Linked DNA regions of Rattus norvegicus: region 1 is linked to region 2. Evidence: chromatin contacts called from public Hi-C data. All regions are on one chromosome and are shown on one strand. The core of a region is the stretch at or near the end of the contact, and the rest is flanking DNA. Distances in the headings are between cores, read along the strand shown. Region 1 holds the start of Ogfrl1 (opioid growth factor receptor-like 1). Region 2 has its middle 17 kb from the start of Mir30a.

Region 1 (4,341 bases), core at 389-2,888, 120 kb before region 2:
GGAAGGATAAGATTCTAAATTTAAAAAGAGATGAATTTACATAATCATCTTGAATATCAGGATTGGGGGTTTGGAGGAGGGAGGAAGAAGTGGAGATGGGTTCACTTGTACAGTAGGTAGGCTTGCCAGGAAAACAATCTGCGTGAACATTTATATGGGCTGCTGCAGTCTTACTGTTACAGATAATCCAACTCCCCACCCCTCGCCCCCAGGAGTGGGAGAGGTACACGAAGTCAGCTGGTCTATTAAAACAAACACAGGGGGTTGGGGATTTAGCTCAGTGGTAGGGCGCTTGCTTAGCAAGCACAAGGCCCTGGGTTCGGTCCCCAGCTCCGAAAAAAAGAAAAGAAAAGAAAAAAAAAAAAAACACAGATCATATGAGCCAAAAAACAAAACAAAACAAAAAAAAAAAACTACTTAACCTCAAACGCCCCTCCCCCAATAATACTGTCTGGTTCTTACTTTGTTTGGGGCTGACAAGAAGGACTTCACCTCAATATCATCAATTTTTATGATATCCTGACCAGAACATTCTTTTTGCGTGTATTATTAGGTTTTGAGCCTCTGCTAGTCATATGGTCATTAAAGGTGAAGCTAGATGTCACTCCAGAGAGAAAAGCCTGGCTTCATTTTGAAGATGAGGAAACTACTGGGGTCTCAAGAAGCTACCTGACATTTCCAAAGCCAGAAACTGTAATGTTTGGAAAGATGCAACTGTTGATCTATCTGTGGAGAGGGATCTGCTAGCTGAGTCTTCCCTAAGCAATGACCATCTACCTGGATTTGTAATTTGTTTTTAAATTACTAGTTCTGAGTGCAATCGATACATCTAATAACCTATAATCCCAGGCAATGTCCCACAGCAGAAAAAGTCCCGTCAAGATTCATGTGCAGGCAGAGGGCCACTGTTTCACTGGATTTATTTCACGCTCTACCATTTTCGGATTCTTTGGTTATTTTGCCTTGAACTATTCTTGCAGCATGGTCGCCTCTGGACCTTAGGACTATAGTCCTTAGCACTCCAGCCTATTCCGAGATTTTTCTGCCCCGAGCACAAATGTGGACTACTCACAGATGAATAAAGGTGCTGGTCTAATTCTTCTTGTTCCTTTGGTTTTGAGAGAAGTTTGCTCTTTAGATGAGGGGACAGAGAGCTCTGACTTTTATTTTATAGACCGCAGAGACTCTAGGTGGCCTTAAGTACTGTTCCCGAAGCTTGGATTTCCTGTTTAGAGGGTGCACTGTCACGATTAGCTTTTGTCTTCGGCTGCGGCTAATTTGTCTTCCTCTTGGATCCGCCGTTGGGGGCTGGGGTGTGGGCAGGACCCGCCTGCTGATGGAGATGCCTCCTTCCTCTCTCTGACCTGGGCAGGATCAGACATCCCGCTTGGCTGGGAGGAGCCCCAAGGGGGCGGATCCAGACCCAAAGGGGGCGGGGCAGCAGCTGACCCCTGGCCACTCCCGGGGACCGTGGAGGGGGGCCCGTCCCGGTGGAGCTGGTCCAGCGCGCTCCGGAGTGGGTTGGCCTCGCTGGGGCGGGGCGGGGCGGCGGCGGCATGGGCGGGATGGGACTCGTGCGGCGGCGGCCCCCGGGCGCCCGGCTCCTCCCCGCCTGTGCGCCGGAGCGCCGGCGGCCGCGTTGAGCTGTGCGGCGCGGGCCGGGCGAGCTGCCGCCTGCGCCCGAAGCGAGCGGAGCGCGGCCATGCCCGGGCCCTAGCGCGCTGCCGCAGCCCGCGCCCGCCGCCGCCTCTTCAATGGGCAACCTGCTCGGCGGGGTCAGCTTCCGCGAGCCCACCACCGTGGAGGACTGCGACTCCACCTGGCAGACCGACTCGGAGCCCGAGCCTGAGCAGCCGGGGCCGGCAGGCGGTGGCGAGGGCCAGGAGCAGGACGAGCGGGAGCAGCCCGAGCAGCCTCCCGAGAGAGCCGGAGGGCGACCCCGCGCCAGTCCGGTGCCCGAGGACCACGCGGAGGCGGCGGGCGCGGAGCAGGTACGCGGCCCCCGGACCCACAGTGGGCCCGGAGGGGCAGTTCGCCCAGTACGAGGGAGGGGACTGTGCGCGGCCCCCCGGGGGGTGCAGGGCGGGATGCTCGGCGTTCGTGGCGCCGGTACCTGGGGGAGCCTGCGGTGTTCAGGATCGCCCGGTGGTTCGCTGCTGGCCCGGGGGCCTTGCTGTGAGCACCGCAGGGAAGTCCCCCAAGGCAAACCTCGACTCCACTCTTGTTCTCTCTGCCTCTGCAGCGCAGCTGGGTGATGCGAAGGTGGGGTGGGAGGAACTAGACTAAAAATAGAAGATTCTGAGGACCCGGCCGGTGCGTGTTAATTGATTTTTATTTTCATCTTTTTTTTTACAAAATTAAAATATTATTCAGATTAAGACAACTGCAGTTGTGGAGCGGCCCCGCAAGCCTCCCCTGCCCCCCAAGCGGGGGTCTATGACCATTAAAAGTATCGCAGAAGGTTCCCAAGCAAACTTAAAAATAACACCGTTTTTTTCCCCAAGAGAGACCTTTCAACGACTTCGAGTATTCCTTAAACATTTCGTTTCACCCAGAAGACTTGTTGATCCAACCAAGCTTAATTCAGTTGACCAATACAATTAGATAGATAGGTTAGAAGAGAGATAGATGGCTTCCCTTAACCTCTTGTGGCTTCAGAAACTTTTAAAAGGAGGAACTGTGTATTTTTAAAGAAGTCTGCAGCGTTTAAGGTTGGAGGTTCTGTATTAGGCCTCCCTTTTATAACTTGAAGGAAAATGGAGCCAATGTGACTTTAGGGGAAACATCACCTTTCGAGGAAGTTCGAGCCTTCCCATCCGAGCTAATTGAGCATGTTATTGAAAGGAATGCTATCCAGGGGCATTCGTTCCATTCCACGTCCCCATTTTGGAGAACCGAGTTGAGGCTTTCAGAGAAAATCTTGCCCAGAGCATACAGGGAGAGAAGATGCAAGCTGAAGTATGTCCGGGGCCAAAGTGTGGGCCTTGGTCCTCCTGGGTGAAATCGTGACCATCCTTGCCTTGTCTTCCGGTTTCTATTTTGCACTTAGTATTGTGTGCTCAAACCCGAAACAATGTCGCACGGCACATTTCAGTGTTTTATCCTTCCATTTGTCTTCCAAGTATATAGCCACGGACAGAAGTTTGGAATAATAATAATAATAATAATAATAATAATAATAGTAAACAACTTGGTAATCAATTAACTAGGTCAATTGTAAAATAACATTTCAACCACTGCCCTACAACTTGAGTAAAAGTAGAGTATCCTTTAATTTGTTAATTTTTGTTTCCAGAAGTTCCACCAGACTTCTTAGGCAATCTTAGCGACATCGTTTTGATTCCTCACCCTATTCGTGCACTACGTGGACAGGTCAGTTCCCCCTTAATTAGGCCAAAGACCAGCTGTCTTTGCTCTCATCCATCTCTGTAAATGTTAGACAAAAGATGGTACCATTAGCTGAGGTGAGGAAGCCTGGGGCGGGAGATGCCTCAGAGGTTAAGTTAAGGCTTCTGTTAAGTTTTCTGTCCCATTAGACACCCAAGTGGATAGGCGAGTAGTTGATGGTCTCTATAAGTGGATACTCAGTCTAGGACTGGAGCTAAAGGCAAGCATTTAGGATATAGTTGTACTTTAAAAAAAAAGGAATCAATGGAGGATAAGAGGTCATCAAGGAGTCATGAGAGATGTGGGTCAGCCTTCTCACCCTCTGTAAGGGGGTGTGATTAAGAGGAGGAGCCAAAAAAGAGGGGAGCAGTGGTACAGGAAGCAAGGCAGGGGAGTGTGGTATTCTGATAGCCAAGTGTTAACACTGCTCCAGGGTGGAAGGCCTTAAGGGGTTCAGAATTGCAGGGAAGTCCCTGGGGTGACCACTGAGATGGGAATGGAGTAGATGGAAATTTAGTTGGAAAGTTCCTAATAGTCCCATTTTAAAGTCGGGTCGTGGGGTAGGCTGAAGAAGAGAGACTGCTACCCACAGTTCCTGGTGAAGATTGACTTCAAAAGAAATCAGAGATACAATCTGCAAGTAGGCTAGACCTGGGTCAAGGGAGATATACTTCCGATGGGAGAAATTACAGCATAGTTGGTGGTTGCATGGAATGGCTTGGAAGAGTGAATTTTGATGATCCAGGGGAGGGAACTGTTAAGGAGCAGAATCCTTGCTGAGGAGGAAAAGGTGGCCAGGATACAGAAGTGAACAGGACAGATGCCGGCAGGGTGAAGGATGTCATCATTTACATGGTAGTCTTGGGGAACAGGCAGGACATGAGTCATTAGCTTTGTTTCGAAGATGATAAAACTCCGATTCAGCTAAGTGATTTGCTTAAGGCCTCACAAATG
Region 2 (4,294 bases), core at 281-2,780:
TCTCACCCTTCAACAAAACTTTTCAGTAGAGACCAGTGATACAGAAACCAACGCCATAAACACAACCGCCTGCCCTGTTTTACACCCTCCTTTGCATACTAAATACTTGATGCTTTTCCAAAACTGCCTGGAGAAGGGTTTGCAGGGGGCACCTGCCACTTCACCCCCATGATTAGTCCTGTCCCGGCCCTAGGACTTCAAATACTTCAAAACAGGGTAGCAAGGTGTTAAGAATTGCAAATAAAGTAATGGATACCTTATTTTGCACTATGGATAACGTTTTAGGATCGGTGTTTTTAAGCGACCCGACTTAAAAGTTACTTCTGAGCAAGGCTGAAGGGTGAGTCCTGGGTGCATATAAAAATATATCCTGGCCTACCATTGCACAACTCCCGCACCCACAACGAGGCTCGGAGAGGGTAAAAATCTCCATCGAAGACACATTTCAAAGCTACAAGACTCTCTCGGAGCAGCTCTCGCCTCCCAGATCCCCGACGAGGTGATCTAAGCGGTTAAATCATTGGTCCAAGGTCAAGCAGCGCCAGTCGCAAGCAGCGCAGCTCTGCGACCTTCTAACCTCTCCACCCCGCCCCCGCCAGGCCCTGGGCAGCCTTCGCCCCCGAGAGGTTCCCACGGATACCGTCCCCGCGTCAGCGGCACGCCAGCGCCTCTCGCCCGACCGCACTTGTATTTGTTCTCCCTGCCCGCTCCAAAAAAAAAAAAAGTATTAAAGGCTCTCCTCATGCCTCGGGCCGCGCAGGCGCCCGAGCTCGCGGGCCCCGTCCCGAAGCTGGCTCTTCAAAGCCGCGGCCGGGCCCGGCCCAGCCGGAGGAGACGCCGCAAACTTTTCCCGGCTCGCACGTCGCGGAGTCCGGCCCGCCGCATTGTCTCCACGGCCTGAGCGCTGCGGGCCGGGCGAGCCTCCTCGCACCGCCTCCGCGCTCTTTGTGTGTGTGTGAATGTGTGTGTGTGCGTGCGCGCGCGTGTGCGAATGTGTGTGTGTCTGTGTGTGTGTGTGTGTCTGTGTGTGTGTGTGTGTGTGTGTGTGTGTGTGTGTGTGTGTGTGTGTGTGTGTGTGTGTGTGTGTGTGTGTGTGTGTGTGTGTGTGTGTGTGTGTGTGTGTGTGTGTGTGTGTGTGTGTGTGTGTGTGTGTGTGTGTGTGTGTGTGTGTGTGTGTGTGTGGTGACCGCGGCTGACAGGACAGTGAAGAGCTCGGCGCGCCGGCAGCTCCGTCCCTGCCGGCCGAGGACTGCGGCGAGCTCCTCTCGCCCCGGACGCCCGCGGGACAAGAGCCACCAGCCGCGGGCCCGCCGCCCTCGACTCCCGCGCCGCCCGCCGCGCTCCCTACCTCCGCAGCCCGCCGCGCAGCCCCGCTCCCGCGCCTCAGCCCGGCTCAGCGGCCGGGCGCGCTCGCTCAAGAACCCGGGGGAACGCGCTCCGCCCCCTCGGCTGGCGCCGTCCAATGAGCTCAGCCCGTGGGGAGGCGGGGCAGCCCAATCAGACGTCGGGACGCCCGGCAAGGAGGCCAATAGGAAGCGACTCCGGCTACACACCCGCCCTGATCCTCGAGGAGCGAACCGTTCATAGCCCAGAGGTGGGACCTGATCCTGCCGCCCAGAGCAAGTCCAGTCCGGCCGGGCGGCGTCGCGGAGGGAGTAGGCCTGGGCAGGTCTGGAGCCAGACTGCCCTCATTGTAAGCAGGTGACGCGTGCTTGTGAGGTTCAGCAAGATCCCCGCCCTCGACCCAGACTGCTCTCATACTAGAGAGCTGCACACATGGGTTGGAACGTTATTAATCAACATTATTAATTTTTAAAGTTAAGTAAGGCGTTTCTATTAGAAAACTGAATACATAAGCAGGCAGCACTCAAATCGCTGTTTCTGCAGTCTTGGACATCTATGTTCTTAAAGAATTAGCCAGACCGCGCCAGGTATCTCAAACACGTTAGTTTCTGTCCTAATTAAAAAAAAAAAAAAAACAAAAAAAAAACCTCAGACCACCAGTGCCATAGCAATGATTTTTCTTTTCCTGAAGGAAAACTGCATTTAAGATTTAAAAAGTGAGCACAGTATAGGAATCGTTTTTATCACCAACCTCATTGTTATTATGTTGCCGTTTTGAGATGGGGCCTTTCTGTGTAATTCAATCTGCTTTAACCCTCTTCCCTTGGCCTCCTGGGTGCTGGCATCAAAAACTCATCACAGTATCCAGTTGAGAACCTCATTTCTAAAATAAAGTCCCACAAACTATATTCAGTGAAACTTGGGTGAAATACCTGAATGGAAGGGTATAGATAAAGAGGATATATTTGTAAGATACCTCTGACTACCAAAAAAAAAAAAAAAAAAAAAAAAGGGCATTGGTTAAAGATGGCGGTCACACTTGCAATAAATAAAGGCTGCATAGCTATTTCCTTATTTTATATAGGCAGCCTATGCTTGCTGTGGAAGAAAAAAAAAAACCCACCATGACCAAGGGAACTTACAGGAGGATTTATTTGGGCTTGAAGTACCACACGGATAAGAGTTCATGAATAATGGGGTTGGGGGCAGCAGGTGGGAGTGACTGCAGGAACAGAAGCCTAGGACTCACATCTTAACTCCCAAACCGAAAGGAAGCAGAGAAAGGCAACTCAAAATGGCAAGCAGTTTTTTGGGGTTTTTTTGGTTTTTTTGTTTGTTTGTTTGTTTTTGTTTTGTTTTGTTCTCAAAGCCAACTTCCAGAGAAATACCTCCTCCAATAAGATCACACTTCCTAAGCCTCCCCAGACAACATCACTCACTAGGGCTGGGGACTCAAAGGCTGGAGACAATGGGAAACACTTTATTCAAACTACTACAACCAAAATTACTCATTTTTCATTTTCTATGAAGTCAATAATTTTATTGACTTCCTTTTGGAAAATGGACTACATGGTGATAAAAAATTTCCAAAACACACATTTGCATAATTTAGAATAAAACTTTTGTCTTTTTGTATACTTCAAATAGCTGCTGTCCTCTATTTATTTTGACAATAAACTGCTTTTTAAAATATCTTTACATGTGTCTTTACGTAAATGTCATTTCTGAAAGAATGATCTGTAAAGTGAAGCAATGGAGGAGAGGGGGGATGGGGTGTGTGTGCGTGAGAGAGAGGGGGGGGAGAGAGAGAGAGAGAGAGAGAGAGAGAGAGAGAGAGAGAACTAGTCAAACAAAAAAGCACTCTCCTACCACCCTTATTTTACAATTGAAATGCACTGTGACTAACTTGAAGAGAAAGGATGATATCCAGGACTCAGTTTTTGTCAAAAAGATCCAGGTTCTGGCCTGATTTGGGGCACACTGGTTAATGACTAACTGTAACAAGAGAACAATATGCCAGGCTCTCGCTGCCTCATTGGGTGAGATCCAGCCAAGATAGTTATCAAGCACTTTGTTTTCTGTAAGATCCCGTGCCAAGTACAATGCGGCCTACAGTGTGGTTTTCTTCTCAACTTCACTGTCAAAATACTTGCCCATCGGCAGCCAATGAGCATTTTCTTGGTCTTCATAGTTTTTCCACCTAGGTATTTTTTTTCTTTTTTCTTTTTTCTTTTTTTCTTTTTTTTTTTTTTTTTTTCTTCTTTTTTTCAGAGCTGGGGACCGAACCCAGGGCCTTGAGCTTGCTAGGCAAGCGCTCTACCACTGAGCTAAATCTCCAACCGGGTATTTTTTTTAACCATCAGTTTTCTCTTAAAATAGATAGGAATTGAACAAAACACCAATGGCTTATGCTCTAAGATCAAGAATCGACAAATGGGATCTCATAAAACTGCAAAGCTTCTGTAAGGCAAAGGACACTGTGGTTAGGACAAAACGGCAACCAACAGATTGGGAAAAGATCTTTACCAATCCTACAACAGATAGAGGCCTTATATCCAAAATATACAAAGAACTCAAGAAGTTAAACCGCAGGGAGACAAATAACCCTATTAAAAATGGGGTTCAGAACTAAACAAAGAATTAACAGCTGAGGAATGCCGAATGGCTGAGAAACACCTAAAGAAATGTTCAACATCTTTAGTCATAAGGGAAATGCAAATCAAAACAACCCTGAGATTTCACCTCACACCAGTGAGAATGGCTCAGATCAAAAACTCAGGTGACAACAAATGCTGGCAAGGATGTGGAGAAAGAGGAACACTCCTCCATTGTTGGTGGGATTGCAGACTGGTACAACCATTCTGGAAATCAGTCTGCAGGTTCCTCAGAAAATTGGACATTGAACTGCCTGAGGATCCAGCTATACCTCTCTTGGGCATATACCCAAAAG

What was found. Hi-C and Micro-C count contacts between places; a contact is called where the count stands out from the background.
Region 1: a Hi-C map of liver shows a contact between it and region 2, with 4 times the contacts expected there. The contact joins the promoter of Ogfrl1 here to the enhancer-like site in region 2. A contact is called at or near these places in 2 of 12 Hi-C or Micro-C datasets (liver and mammary epithelial cells).

What each region holds. Positions count from the first base shown.
Region 1 is chr9:33,335,952-33,340,292 of GRCr8, reverse strand. Ogfrl1 (opioid growth factor receptor-like 1) reads left to right here and starts at 1,638. Exons shown (of 7, transcript NM_001025708.1): 1 at 1,638-1,991. The coding sequence starts at 1,755.
Region 2 is chr9:33,214,952-33,219,245 of GRCr8, reverse strand. No RefSeq gene overlaps it. Among named protein-coding and RNA genes, the nearest start is that of Mir30a, 17 kb to the left of the region's middle. Within about 2 kb of position 1,530, at least 91 of the 93 cell types and tissues checked have an H3K27ac peak or open chromatin away from gene starts, as enhancers often do. A contact at or near this core is called in liver, where this site is marked.